Regions from separate parts of the Oryzias latipes genome. Here region 2 is linked to region 1. Evidence: chromatin contacts called from public Hi-C data. All regions are on one chromosome and are shown on one strand. Each heading gives the region's core, a stretch centred on a gene start, on an enhancer-like site or on the middle of the called end of the contact. The rest is flanking DNA. Distances are from core to core; before and after follow the strand shown. Region 1 holds the start of epha4 (ephrin type-A receptor 4). Region 2 has its middle 10 kb from the start of LOC110016227.

Region 1 (7,184 bases), core at 629-3,128:
AGATTCTCTCCCTAAAAGCTAAAATAAAAAAGTGAAAAACAGTCACTGTTTTCATATAATATATTTTGACATCAAAGTGGATATGTATGTATATTTAAGATGAGATTTCGCAAAGCATTTATTTCAAAGCATATATATTTTAAAATAATATATAATATATTTAAAAAAATACACCCCAAAAGTACTCATACTTTTGAATCTTCTTTTATAAAGAATTCCAAAGTCAGACTGTATGTCGCAGAGAAAACACTCACTAATAATGCTGTGAGTATTTTTAAATAACTGTCAAGAATTTCTCTTTTTTAGAAATTATTGAGAATTTTCCAAAAGGTACCTAGTTAGTTTTGAACATACCCTGAAAGTGACATTTCCTGAGTAAGACATAGGTAACTCACGTTTTCTGGTCATAGTGTTAAATCTAAGCAGAGATCCTGCGAGCTCACACAGACGAATGCTTTGAAGTGTGTATGATTGGCACACAATACAGATGTGTGGGCAGCAGATGCTGTGTGGAGAAAGCAGAGTGGGATGAAACGGAAGGAAAGTATTGGTTGGAGGGTTCCCCACCCGCACACAAAAAAAGCAAAAAAGCAACTGGTTTGACAGTGGCACAAAGGAAACGATGGGGTGTAATTAAATAAACTCACTCAAACAAACAGACGAGTGGCCCCCCACCACCAGACTACTGGCTCTCTGACTCGACCATCATGTTCATCATCATCATCATCATCATCATCATCATCATCATCATCATCATCATCATCATCATCATCATCATCATCACTGTTTTAGAGGATTTCAGCACTGACTGAAGATGAGTGTCGCTCTTGAGTCTGATCCGTTCCTTTCAGGCTGTCATATGTGTCTTTCTGACTTTCAGGAGGTGTGATGCTCCTGCTTTTTTGATCAATCACTGTTTGGTTTTCTGAATATGCTTAATGAATCAGGACGACACTTGTTTACAGATGAATTCATAACTCAGAAAAGCGACAGTTTAGCTGTCAGGTCTTTAACAAAACATGTTCTCTTTGTTTTCTTTGCTATGAAACAAATCCAGACAAGTTCATCATGGTTATTTAAGAAAATCCATATTAATATGCCACTAACGTCCAAGGAAAATGGTCTCGAAAGTGAGTGTGAAGAAAACCTTTTCCAGCCAACACTTGAATGATTGGTATGAAGCCTGAGTCCAAGTGAGTTTGAAATGCATGCAGCTGTTTTCAAGAGACTTCCTAGCACAATACTGCAATCGTTCTCTGATGTGACTGTGAAAGGCTGCTGTGAAGAATGCGGCTGCACAAACCTGCAGCAACAAGTGCTGATGCACAACCCCACAATCAGCCCACGCCTGCAGTGACAATGTCTTCTGCTGACCATTCAAAGCCTGCTGACAAGTGCAGCAGCAGCAGCGGTGCATCCAGTGGGAGAAACGGAGGACCTGTGTGGGAGCATCTGAAAGAGTGGGAGCGCCTGGTGAGAAGCATCTAAACTGGCTGTTCACCAGCACGAACAATACAGGCTTTGTCTGAAGAAAAGCTGCAGGAGAAACAGCAGTGCCTCAACATCATTTTGCCTTTGAAGTGAGCTCTCCACCCCTGATGGATGGGTCTGTGCACAGCTCATCATAAACACCCATAAAGCCCTCATCATATCAGGATCTCAGCATGTGACAATAATCCAATACAAGCTTTGCTGCAGACCCTGAAACAGCTTCTGTCAATTCCGCAAAGTGCACCATCATAACGTTAGTGGGAGTCATGCTTGTTCTCTAATCCGATTTTTGAGGCAGAACAAGATGAGCCAGTGCCTCCGCTAGGTGGCAACCTTTGCCCGGTGCAGCTCGTGCGGAGCCAGACGCGGGATCGTCTGCGCGGGACTGCGAGCTGCAGGACAGAAACTGATGCTTTGTTTTTCACTCACTGTGTGCAGCTTTGATTCTTCATATTTGTTCATGTTGATCTGATTTCTGCTTTTTCTTTCTGCTCTGCGCGCCCAAACGCCGCCTTCTCCAGTTTGTTAAGAAATCTCAGCAGGTGCGTGGAGGTTGCGTGACTTAAGACTTGTCGTGTAAATGTCTTGCAGGAAAAAACGCCATATCAGAGAATCATCATCCCGTCGTGTGAGTCAGTGCGCTGTCACCTCTGGTGTGTGAGAGAGTGGGGGTGCGCGGCAGGGCACTATCATCTGCACCCCCTCTGCCCCATCTCCGTGGGGATTGACGGGTGCGCGTCAGAGCGCGCGGACCCGCCTCCTGCCCGTGGAGCGCTTGGTGCTTTGCCGCTGTCCGCCTCAAACCCAAATTCCGCTGGGAAGGAGAGGGAGGGCGAGAGGAGCGAGAAGGACCCAACCGGAGAACGAGGGAAACCGAGAGGACGTGAACAGATAGAGCAACGACGCAAATAATGGCACTCATGGCAGGGATTGTCTTCACACTCATCTTTCTCATTTCTGGGATTTTTGCTCTCGGTTCTTCTGCAAGGATATACCCCCCAAATGAAGGTAAGCATGCCTGCAGTGCTGGAGACCTCGTTCCCCCGTCGCTCCGTGTCGGTCCGTGGCCCCGAGTTCTTGCGCCGCAGAGGAGCGTTGGGTAACGAAACGCTGCCTCGTTCTCATTTACCCAACGGACTTGTTTGCTTTTACGGAAATAAAGAGCGGTGCGTTTCGTGCGCTCGGGTCTCTGAGCAGCAGCAGGGTTTCTCACTCAGCCGCCGACAGCCTGGGAGCGCAAGCTGAGCGCGAACTTGTGGCTCCAAGAAGCATTTTCAGTGGAAGAGTCAAGAGATGAGTGTGTGGCTGAAAAACACAGGCACAATTGCGCAAGTTTTTCCGCATACTTTGACGCATCTTTAAAGGAGAAATAAAGTGGACTCAATTCACTGAATACGCGAGACACCGACCGACGCCGTCAGACTCACTGGGATTGGAACATCCTCCGGTTTGCTGCGGACGCTCCGCGCTTTGATTCTTGAATCTTTCGGAAACATTTCCAAAAGTTGAAGTGCGCTGCTCGTAACATCACAAATAATTCAAGACACAAAAACACGAACAATATTAATTTTTATTAAAGATAAAATGATTATTAGTTTATTATTTTGTGCAGAACTCAAAGCTGCCAATATTTTTGTGAAAACGGGTTTCTTTCTGCTCGGAGGAGATGATCTGCAGTGCGCAGTAAATTGTAGTTTAAAAGACAAATAAAACTTTGATAACCACCATTAGTTCTACTCCCCGATCTGACTCCCCTCGGGAAAGCTGCGGCTCTGTCTGACAAGCACGAGAATTTTAAAGAACGGAAAGACGTTCGTCATTAAAATTGATGCTGCTTAGATTTTCATACGTCAAATCATTTTGTTAAGCGCGGGGACTGATTTTTTTTTTTTTACATTTCATTTATTTATTTATTTTGAGGCGGACCGAGTCTCTGCGCGCTTTCAGATCATGGAAAGAAGGTCCAGAAACGTCCTGTTGTGATTTTTAGCGGCCCTGACGCACTGGCGCGTGTTCAAACCATCCTCTTCTGCCTGCCACATTCCCACTGCAGTTTGAGGGAAAAAGCACAACTGGAAAATTGTTTTTTTTTTAACTGCTGTTAATTATTTTCTGAACGAAAATGGGTGCAAATAATGGGGTGCGTACAAAACGCACATCGGACTGACTGACCCTCATCTTCTGACCATTTCTTATTTAATGTAAAGGCCTGTCACTTTTCTCCTTCCTTGCTCCTCGTTGGACCGACCGGGTTGACCTATAGAAACCCAGGCAGAGTGGACGCAGAAGCTGCCCGTTTATGTCTCCCTTTTCTTCTTTTTTTCAGTCACGTTGCTCGACTCAAGAGCTGTGCAGGGGGAGCTGGGATGGGTGGCCAGCCCGACAGAAGGAGGGGTAGGTACTGAGGAGACGCATCCTGGTTGGACGCCTGGTGTCCTATTGAGCAAAAATAGAAAGATGATATCCATTATTGGCTAAAGCTGTGGAGCACTTTGCCAAATGAAGATGAGCCTCTCACAATAATATCTTTGTTAATCATTTCGTTATGTAACTGCCTTTATTGTAAAATGTAAGGCCTAGGTGAGATCCTTTTGTTATGTTGGATAGAAATATGGATAATTAGACCGTTTCTATTTTAACTAAACCCAGAGGCTCCCTGGAACACCCCCAGGGCCTCATGGGGTCCAGGAATCCAGTTTGAGAAACCAGGCACCCCTTCACTCTCAGCCCCTGCTACCCACTCCCTTTGCCTCCCTTCTCTCCAACCCTCCTGTAATGGTCAGATGCAGGGGCAGATACTGCAGGGGCAGATACTGCAGCGAGCGTCAGGTTTCCTGAATAGACGGCGGATTGAATCGGTCTTTGTGAAGAAACTTTATATCCCTTTCCCCTATTCAGCTGAGCAAAGAGAAAGGAACCTGGCAGCTGAGAAAGAGTCTCCTGGAATGGATGAATGGGGGGGAAAGTGCTGTGGGCTTCAGCTGTAGCAGCATTATGACAAGCTATAAACCAACATTAAAGACCATCCAGTCAAGGCGCCGTCCTGCTGCGTAGCTGGGGTATCTGTGACTCGGTCAGGTGGACGATTCCAGGCTGAAAACATTTTATAACGGGAGGGAAAGGGTTCAGCACATAAGGAGTAATTTAGATCACAGACAAGCCACATTTATTGGAGTGGATGAATAATTGCCTAAATTAACCAAAATAACAGCAATTTCTCCTGAATCTGTCCTACTTAAACAAATGAGATGACAAGCACAGGCAGGCCTTTTAATGTTGCTGAAAATTATTATAAATGATCTACAATCATGTCAGAGAATAAACCAAACCCAGTAGGAGCCCACCTTGTGCTGTTGGTGCAGGCTGGCTGTAGCTGTAAGCTTTTTAAATGAACCAGTGCTTCATCCGAGCCCCCCCCCCCCCCCCCCAGGCCAATTTTTATCTCAAACGAGTGATTGACAGGGTCCTGGCAGCCCCTGAAAACGTGCATTCGCCCTCTCATTACTACCAATTGGTCTTATTCTTCCTCTTTCCTGCTATCAGGGAAAGGTGCAGCCTTATCTCAATACAGCTCGATTACCACAACAAAAGGGGGGTTGGGGGGAGGGGGTGCAAAGTGGAATGAAACTGCATTGATTGATGGGCATTTTCCTAAATCATACAGCTGCAGCTGTATTTTGCATTATCCCTCCCCACTCCTGGGAAATAAGGCTTTAATCCAGATTGTTTATGATAAGACATCAAGTCAAATCTGGCAGGATAACCCGGATCTCTCACCATCCACAAATGTTTATGTTGTGCAGTTTGATTTTTAATGGTTAAAAGGACAGCGGCCAAAGGCTTTGCTGCTCTTGTTTGGAATCCAGCTCAAAGACAAGGAAAAACTTGAGGGAGCACGCTGCTGTGAGCCTCTTAAGACAGGCTCGTGTTTGCTCAACAGCACTCTGTCTAGAGGGGAAATGTATCATAAGTTAAACAAACATTTCCTCTCAGCGAAAATAAGCCTGGATGAAAAAATCCATGAGCCTCATGTTAGTGTGTCCCCCCGTTTTATGAGACATGAGCATTTTTAACCCTGAACCCTTCTGGTCTATCATTGGGTTTGATTGGGATTTGGGTTTTGTTCAAAACTCCCCCAGAGACAGACCTGAAGATGGCTTATATGGAACTCATTACGTGCTCCTAGTTCAAAGAAAGTTCCTCATATTAATGGATTGTAGTTTCAACCTCGAGGCTGAACTAGTCAATTAATTAGAAATGACTCATAAAACATTCATTAAGTTCATACGTCAACTATGACTGAACAAACCATAAACTCCTTGACTGTCATTTAGTTTTGTACACAGCCCACATTATTTATGAGAGCGTTTATTTCTAATACTTTTCAGATGTTAGTAGAATTTAGCAACTCTGCTGCAGTGACTCCTCTTACAGTTTCATCAACTTTGGTTTGAAGATTTCAGTTTGATCCAGATTTTCTGGTAACATTTTTAATGTCTTCTTTCCTCAGTGGGAGGAAGTGAGTATTATGGATGAAAAGAACATCCCCATTCGAACGTACCAGGTGTGTAACGTCATGGAGCCAAATCAGAACAACTGGCTCCGCACCGACTGGATCCCCCGTGGAGGCGCTCAGCGTGTATACATCGAGATCAAGTTCACCCTGCGAGACTGCAACAGTCTACCGGGGGTCATGGGAACCTGCAAGGAAACCTTCAATCTTTACTACTACGAGTCCAACAATGACAAAGAGCGGTACATCCGTGAGAACCAGTTTGCTAAAATTGATACTGTAGCTGCAGATGAAAGCTTCACTCAGGTGGACATTGGCGATCGGATCATGAAGCTAAACACGGAGATTCGGGATGTGGGCGCCTTGAGCCGAAAGGGTTTTTATTTGGCCTTCCAGGATGTTGGAGCCTGCATTGCTCTGGTCTCCGTCAGGGTCTTCTACAAGAAATGTCCATTATCTGTACGGAACTTGGCACAGTTTCCCGACACAATAACTGGAGCTGACACCTCCTCCCTGGTGGAAGTCCGAGGTTCATGTGTGGATAATTCAGAGGAGAAAGAGGTGCCCAAAATGTATTGTGGAGCTGATGGAGAGTGGTTAGTGCCCATAGGAAACTGCCTCTGCAACCCAGGATATGAGGAACGCAACTCAGAATGTCAAGGTAAAAACTCTCTGTTTCCTCTCATCTTTTATGACTGACATCAAATTTCTGGGGATCCTTTTGACAAACGAGTTTTTGTAAACCGTACGTTTATGGTGTTTTTGTCTTCAAGAACGTATTTGTTCTCTTTGTCCTTCCCACTCATTCCCTCCATTCAGCCATCCAGCACCCTGTTAGATGTTTTTTTTCCCTTCCCTCCAGTTTTCTCCCTGCTGTCTTTCTATGTGATGTAGGTAGTTATGAATGTAAATGAAGTAATTAGCGAGCCCTCTGGGAGGTGCTGTGCAAAGAGATGAATCCCTGGAGAAATGGTAGAACTAGGGGAGGCCAGTAGAGCGGTTTGGACCGCTGTTGTGGTCCTTATCCAGTCCATTCTCCTTCTGGTTCCCAGTAGAGCCTTCAGTGAGGGAAAGCAGAGAGATCTGGTTTGTAATTCCGGGCAGGTATCAGAAGAGTGTAAATATGCTGCTGAGAGATTGAAATGATGTTCGGATGAATGCCACTGCTTTTCCTCCACAA
Region 2 (7,037 bases), core at 3,954-6,453, 37 kb before region 1:
ACATCTCTGGATCTGAGGTTTATGAATTTGGACGTATGCAGAATTTAAATATGCAATTACCGGCAGCAAATTGTACAAATGCGACAGGCGGAACATGATTATGTCAGTGTTAAAGGTTACCTCAGTTATTTGGAAAATTGCATTTACATGCTAGTGCATGGAGTCTGCCTGCAGAGGAGAGGATGTGAAGATAGCAACATCCCCAACCAAGCTGTCTCACTGCATCAAGACCTAAATATGAACTCACAGAAGCAATACAAATTCTATCAGGCCTTTTCCTGTAGTACAGGAAGAGTATTAATGCTCTTGGAGTTTGTGAGCTCTGTGTGGCAGGATGGGACAACTTAATCAGAGAAATATGCAAAAGATGGGTAAACGGGCAAAACTCACCCCCCTCTAACTTACCGTCAACTGCTCACTTAACCAAATGAACAGGCTGCTGACGTGTGGCCACAGTGATATTTCACACCTTTTTACCAGCCCCCATAAATTTTACAGTCCCCCAGTCCTCCTTACTGTGATAATTATTTATTTGTCAAAACTGCAGCTCAAACCGTCATCTACAGACTTCCCTTTACAGCAGCTGATATGGAGTTTCTCCAAGAATGGAGGTAAAAAATCATCCAGATGGTAAAAAGTTTGATTTATTATGATATCAGGGAGAATTGTGAAATAAATGTGACCTGCTGCTGCTGCTGCTTCAGCCAGGATTGATCAAACTGTTTCCATTGATCTGTTATTCATCAGTCAATCCAAGCGGAATAAGACTTGGCTCTGGGCTCAAATGATGACTTTCCCTGAGAATAAGGAGGCCTCCCTAATCATTGATGGCCAAAGCAAAGAGAGTCAGTTGAATGCCATCTTTGCCTCTGACTCAGGCTGTCCAGCTGAATGTGCAGGTCCCAAGGGACCCAGAGGTGAAAGGGTGACGGAGTCAGGGATTTTAGTGCCCTGAAGGCTCAGTGACTGACTTTGCTGGAATAAGAGACCACGATGGAGGGGGGGGGGGGTAAGATGCAGAAAGATTTACTTATCAGTCAGTTCATCAGTACGGACGCAGCAGGACCACAGGTGCAGCTTGGCAGGGGAGGGCTGGGAGCAAAGCACTGAAATCAGCAGTAGCATAAGGCAGGATCCGATTTTTGTGCTTTTTCTTCAACTTCTGCTCCAGCTTTTTGAAGGTGAATACTTGTGGCTTTGATATTTCCAAAGCTCAAACTTTGACACATGATATATTTAGGAAAGGTTTTCATTATTTTGCAGTCATTTACAGAAAGCCTTTATGTTGTTTTAGCTCCACTAGTGAAGACATCCTTAATGCAGAGACCAAACATGCAGTCAAACCAGTTGGTTCCTCTCTCCAACATTAGTCCAGGCTCAGTGTCAGGTAAGAAATCAGGAAATCATGTTTCACTTGGCAGCTTTGTCTGACATTTCCTCTTTGAAACCCCAAGGCAGAGAGAGATGATAAAGCTGTCTATCCACCAATCATCTAAACTTGCTGTATCCCTTTTATGGCCATAGGTTTGCTGGAGCCTATCTCAGCTCTTTTTGGGGGGAGGTGGGGTACACCCTGGACAGGTTGCTGGTCCGTTGTAGGGCCCATAAAGCTGTGGGAAAAATATACCTAACCAGAGCTAGGCTTCCTTCTCACCTTCTCCAGCCAAACCAGCAGGCATAAAACACCATGAGACACCTTCAGGCTGTCAGGTTGGATTTTAATGGAGCAATGTTCTAAACTACTGATGGATGTGAGAGTTTACTTACACAAATCAGACCAAAGTAATCCCCAAGTCAAGGAGAAAAGTTCGTAAATCAGATTAGTGGGTGAAATCTCTACTTTCTTCAAAAACGTCCTGAAGAGGAAGTTGAGGGGATTCCATCACAGTTTAAACAAATCTGCTCAATTCATCCATCCATCCATCCGTCCGTCCGTCCATCCATACCTCTGCCCACCTGTATCTACATATCTACCCACCCTTTGTTTCTTCCCTCTATCCATCCATTTCTTCAGGATGTCAGTGGGGCAAAAACTGTCCCACTGTAGTAGATGGTGGGGTGCAACTTTATATCTTTGTTGGTGCTGCTTAATTGATTGACTATAAGTGCAGCTCATTGCATTTCAGAACCATTATGTTGATTTATTTTAGGTTGCTTTTCAATGTCACCTTTCACATTTGACCTTTCATGGTCTAATTACCTGTCTCTGATAAGAAGCACAGAATGCTTGTAGAAAAACAGTGATCAATCTGGCCTGTGCAGTCAAAGTGTAAATGTTTAGATGTACAGCTGGGTTACTTCCCATGTTCACTCACAGCTGTTTCACTGAGCCAGCGAGGCTATCTTCACTCTGACCTGCAGAGTCTTTATCAGTTGGAGTCGCTGCACTTGGATGTGTGTTCATGTGCTTATGTGTGTGTGTGTGTGTGTATGTGTGTGAGTAAAAATGCTGGAGTTCTGTTCAGAAAGATGTTTTAGAGTCCTTATAATGTGTGCCCAGCTGTGACACCCACCCTGACTGCTTCTGATTGGTTACAGGTCACCCTGGAAGAAACTGTATACATCCACACACGACAAACAACTTGATACTTCTAAAGATTTCAAACCTTGTTTTTAGACATTTAAAACATTTTACCAGGTTTGAAGGCGATTTACTTTCTCTTTGCACTACACTCTTTCAAGCTTTTTATCAAAATCATCACCGCCCAGATTTTTTGTCTAAGAGCTCAGATCTAGAAATAATGACATTATTATTAAAGTAAGTCAAAATCCTTTTGTTCCGTAAACTAAGACTTAAAAAAAAACAAATGCTTAAGGCAGGGGTCGGGAACCTATGGCTCGCGAGCCATATATGGCTCTTTTAATGATCACATGTGGCTCGCAGACAAATCTTTAATTATAGATATTTTTTTTTTCATTAGACCAGTCCTTCTCGGGCGCGATGCGATGCCAGAGGCGCGCAGTAGTAGCAGTGCTTAGAGAGAGAAATCTGCGCCAGCGCTATCAGTTACTATTATCTATTATTTCACAGAGTTTGTACCAGCTGGAAACCTGTGAATTGACGTGCCTAAAACTACGCGCTCCCGTCTCTGAGAAAGAGCGCGCAGATGCGGGGACGGGATGTGTGAGGGAGAAAGCAGAGGGTGGGGCTGAGGTGTTGTGGGGACAGGCAGCAGGTGAATCGCGCAGGGATTGTAAAAACGTAAAACCCGCTGCCCGTCACTCACTGCAGCGTGTGAGTGTGTGTTTGTCTCCCCGTCTACATGTGAGCAGTCTTTGTCACATCTACAGAACATTCAGACCTATGATCACGTTTAAAGTCTCAACGCCTGCATGAAGCAGAAACTCACCACGTATCAACCAGACTAGACCATCAGCAAAACTACCACGAGAAATACTCATCATTTATTAGCAACAGAATAACAATGTTATTAAAAAGAATCCACAGACTTATTGTACTTTAAAAATGTTGAAATTAAATCAAATGCACACATTCATTTGTATATTTAGTTTTAAACAAATTGTCGCGGACTGAGTTGGATGGCTGTTGGGCCGCGTTAAAAGTTCTGGAGTTCATTGAACGCGTCAAGCAGAGATCTGATTGGCTCTCAGTTCTGTCGCTCAGCCTGTTGTTAGGTAGTTTGGACCAATGGGGTTCAGCTATGGGCCGAATAAGGGAAATGGGAGGGGCTGGAGCGGGAGCAGGTGAATATAAAGTTGGGAGAAGCGCTCTCGTGTCAGCGGGAGAGATTCAGGAGTTGCTGAATTAATTGAACGGCGTTTGTTGCGGTCTGCAGTAACCAGAATAAAGAACTTTAAAAGAGGTTAAGTCTCCGTGCCTCAGTGTGGGGAAGGGACACTACATTATTGTATGGCTCTTTCGAAATTACATTTCAAAATATGTGGCATTTATGGCTCTCTTGGCCAAAAAGGTTCCCGACCCCTGGCTTAAGGTAATAGCACTGTGATTTTTGGTTTAATTTTAAGGATGCTACTTTAAAGTTCAATACATATTTGACTGCCATTCCTTATCACTATTTTGGAAACGAAAATGTAGATTTCTGTTCTAATAATAAGTGTTTAGATTTTATAAGGATTTGTTAAGATGGTCCAACTTGTAATAAGATTCTCATTTTGTTCCCATTTTGTTCCAAAATGAGTAGTTTCTACTTATTACACCTTTTTCCCCCCACTGTAATTAAAATGAGCAACAATTAGGTTCATAAAAAATTAAAGAAGACAAACGAATTGCTTAGAACTAGCTTAAAATGGCTTATTATTGGGCTGTAAAACATTTAATATGAAGTAATTTCATCTAACAGTAAACTTTGAATGCATGTGTGGAACTCCTTGTTTCTAGATTTTGATAAACTGTTATACGTTTTTAAATTATTCCCTCAATGGACAGATAATTTGACGCTTTCTAGAGATTCTTATCCCATTTTTAGGCTACCTCCTTTTGCAGTGTTGTGCATATGAGCGCACACGCGCACACACACGCACACACACACACACAACACACACACTTTTTTCCCTTTGAGGAATGCTATTTTTCAACTGGTAGGACTTTCCTGTTTGAATTAGAGGTGCAAACATCAGGCTGCCTTGATAAATTATGTTGATTCAAGGGCAAAGGATCAAGGTGGTTGTAATGTAGTGTTTATTGGTAAAGAAACAAAGGCAACAAATGAGACTGAAGAAAAACCTGATTTACTTTACACTTATGGCTTTGTGCTCTGGAGTTAGGACACAAAAGATGAAGAGAAAGAATCTGCAAATGGATGATGGATTTTCAGTTTGGTCTGTGAGGAAAAAACAACTGATCACTCTTTACTGTTTCAGTGAAATGACTTCACACAAACACACATCAGCAGCTGAATAAAGATGTGCATTATCATAGGGTTCCGTTCTCCAGGGCATCTGGACGTCTATCTAAGGTGTTTCGCTGCATCTTCGCCGAAGAACTGCAACCAGAACAGAATCCTCTAGGAACATGAGCTGGACCACTGAAACTTCATGAGCGAGACAAAGAAGACACACAAAAGCAAACCGAAGAGCTGTTTAATGCTCCAATGGTTTGAAGGGAATCTGCAGGGTGAATCAGCAGCACATGTGTTAGCTTTTGTTCTTTGTATACTGGTGGGTGCCTCCTGTGGCTTCTATAGCTGTGGGGGTGGGTGGGTGGTGGGGGGCATGCGGGAAGAGACACCCACGCACGTCTTCAATCAAAGTTCCCCGTCCTCCTACAGCTTCTGAGCCCTGCAGCTTTGTCCATCCAACTGCACGGATCCTCCTTATCAGTGTGAAGAGTGAATGCATTTGGTGGTGGTGGTGGGGGGTTCCAATTCCAAGCAGCAGGGTGTTCCTGAACCACGCCTGGACAAAGCCTGGACAAAGCCTGGACAAAGCATGATCAAGCCAGGGAGCCTCAGAAACGTGGATGGTTAGCAGGGATTTTGATGTAGACAAGGGAGAAAATGTTGCTTTGTTTTAGACAAATATAGTTAATTTAAACTAGTGTTTTTTCACGTCAACATTTTCAAACCACACCTGCTGGTAGGTTGAATATGAAGCCTGACATTGAATAACAAGAATAATCCACAAGGAGTGAAAAGAAAATACTTTTAACTTTTGAAGAAATTAAACTTTTGTTTTTTTCTTTTCTAAAAACCTTGTGATTACTGCTTTAGGGTAGACCAACTGTGCTGTACAGCTCTCCTCTATAAGGAAGTTTCTCTGTTGTATGTGATGTTTTTTACACAGTTTGCACAAGCTTCATTTTGTTCTTTATAATAAAGATTTTATTACAGAAAATGCCTTCCCTTTGGCCTTTTTTAATTTTTTTTTTTTTTAAAGTGTGACACATTTTCATCAGTCTAAACAGCAACATCCAAAAAATGCTTTATCATTTGCAGAATCCTTTTTTCCAGCTTTTTTTTTGGAATTGTTTATGTCTAAAACACTTTTATTTTGTTTTACATAAAGTAGTAGGTCAGAACAGTTGCTCTGTTGGTATGACACCAGTATTAACACTCCCGAAGAACAGGTTTTCCATCCATCCGTCCGTCCATCCATCCATCCATCCATCCATCCATCCATCCATCCATCCATTCATCCATCCATCCATCCATCCATCCATCCATCCATCCATCCATCCATCCATCCATCCATCCATCCATCCATCCATCCATCCGTCCAGTCATCCATCCATCCATCCATCCATCCATCCATCCATCCATCCATCCATCCGTCCAGTCATCCATCCATCCATCCAGTCATCCATCCATCCATCCATCCATCCATCCATCCATCCATCCATCCATCCATCCATCCATCCGTCCAGTCATCCATCCATCCATCCATCCATCCATCCATCCATCCATCCATCCATCCATCCATCCGTCCAGTCATCCATCCATCCATCCAGTCATCCATCCATCCATCCATCCATCCATCCATCCATCCATCCATCCATCCAGTCCATCCATCCATCCATCCATCCATCCATCCATCCATCCATCCATCCATCCATCCATCCATCCATCCATCCATCCATCCATCCATCCATCCGTCCAGTCATCCGTCCAGTCATCCATCCATCCATCCATCCAGTCATCCATCCATCCATCCATCCATCCATCCATCCATCCATCCATCCATCCATCCATCCATCCATCCATCCATCCAGTCATCCATCCATCCATCCATCCATCCATCCATCCATCCATCCATCCATCCATCCATCCATCCAGCCGTCCCTCCGTTCGTCCGTCCACCCAGTCATCCATCCATCCATCCATCCATCCATCCATCCATCCATCCATCCATCCATCCATCCATCCATCCAGCCGTCCCTCCGTCTGTCCGTCCGCCCGCCCGCCCGCCCGTCCGTCCGTCCGTCCGTCCGTCCGTCCATCCATCTTCAGAACCCATTGAATCCCTTTCCCTTTCGTTACTATTACTCACAGTGAAGGTGAGGTTTGGCCAAGTCACCTGTCTGTTGCAAGACTACACAGTTGCACAAATACACAATTTTA

What was found. A called contact is a pair of places that touch in the nucleus more often than the background predicts.
Region 2: a contact with region 1 is called in a Hi-C map of embryo, with 2.3 times the contacts expected there. The contact joins the enhancer-like site here to the promoter of epha4 in region 1. A contact is called at or near these places in 2 of 5 Hi-C or Micro-C datasets (both in embryo).

Annotation. Positions count from the first base shown.
Region 1 is chr13:18,453,042-18,460,225 of ASM223467v1, reverse strand. epha4 (ephrin type-A receptor 4) reads left to right here and starts at 1,878. Exons shown (of 18, transcript XM_020708322.2): 1 at 1,878-2,499; 2 at 3,818-3,885; 3 at 6,002-6,665. The coding sequence starts at 2,403.
Region 2 is chr13:18,493,822-18,500,858 of ASM223467v1, reverse strand. No RefSeq gene overlaps it. Among protein-coding and RNA genes, the nearest start is that of LOC110016227, 10 kb to the left of the region's middle. Within about 2 kb of position 5,203, at least 2 of the 8 cell types and tissues checked have an H3K27ac peak or open chromatin away from gene starts, as enhancers often do. A contact at or near this core is called in embryo, where this site is marked.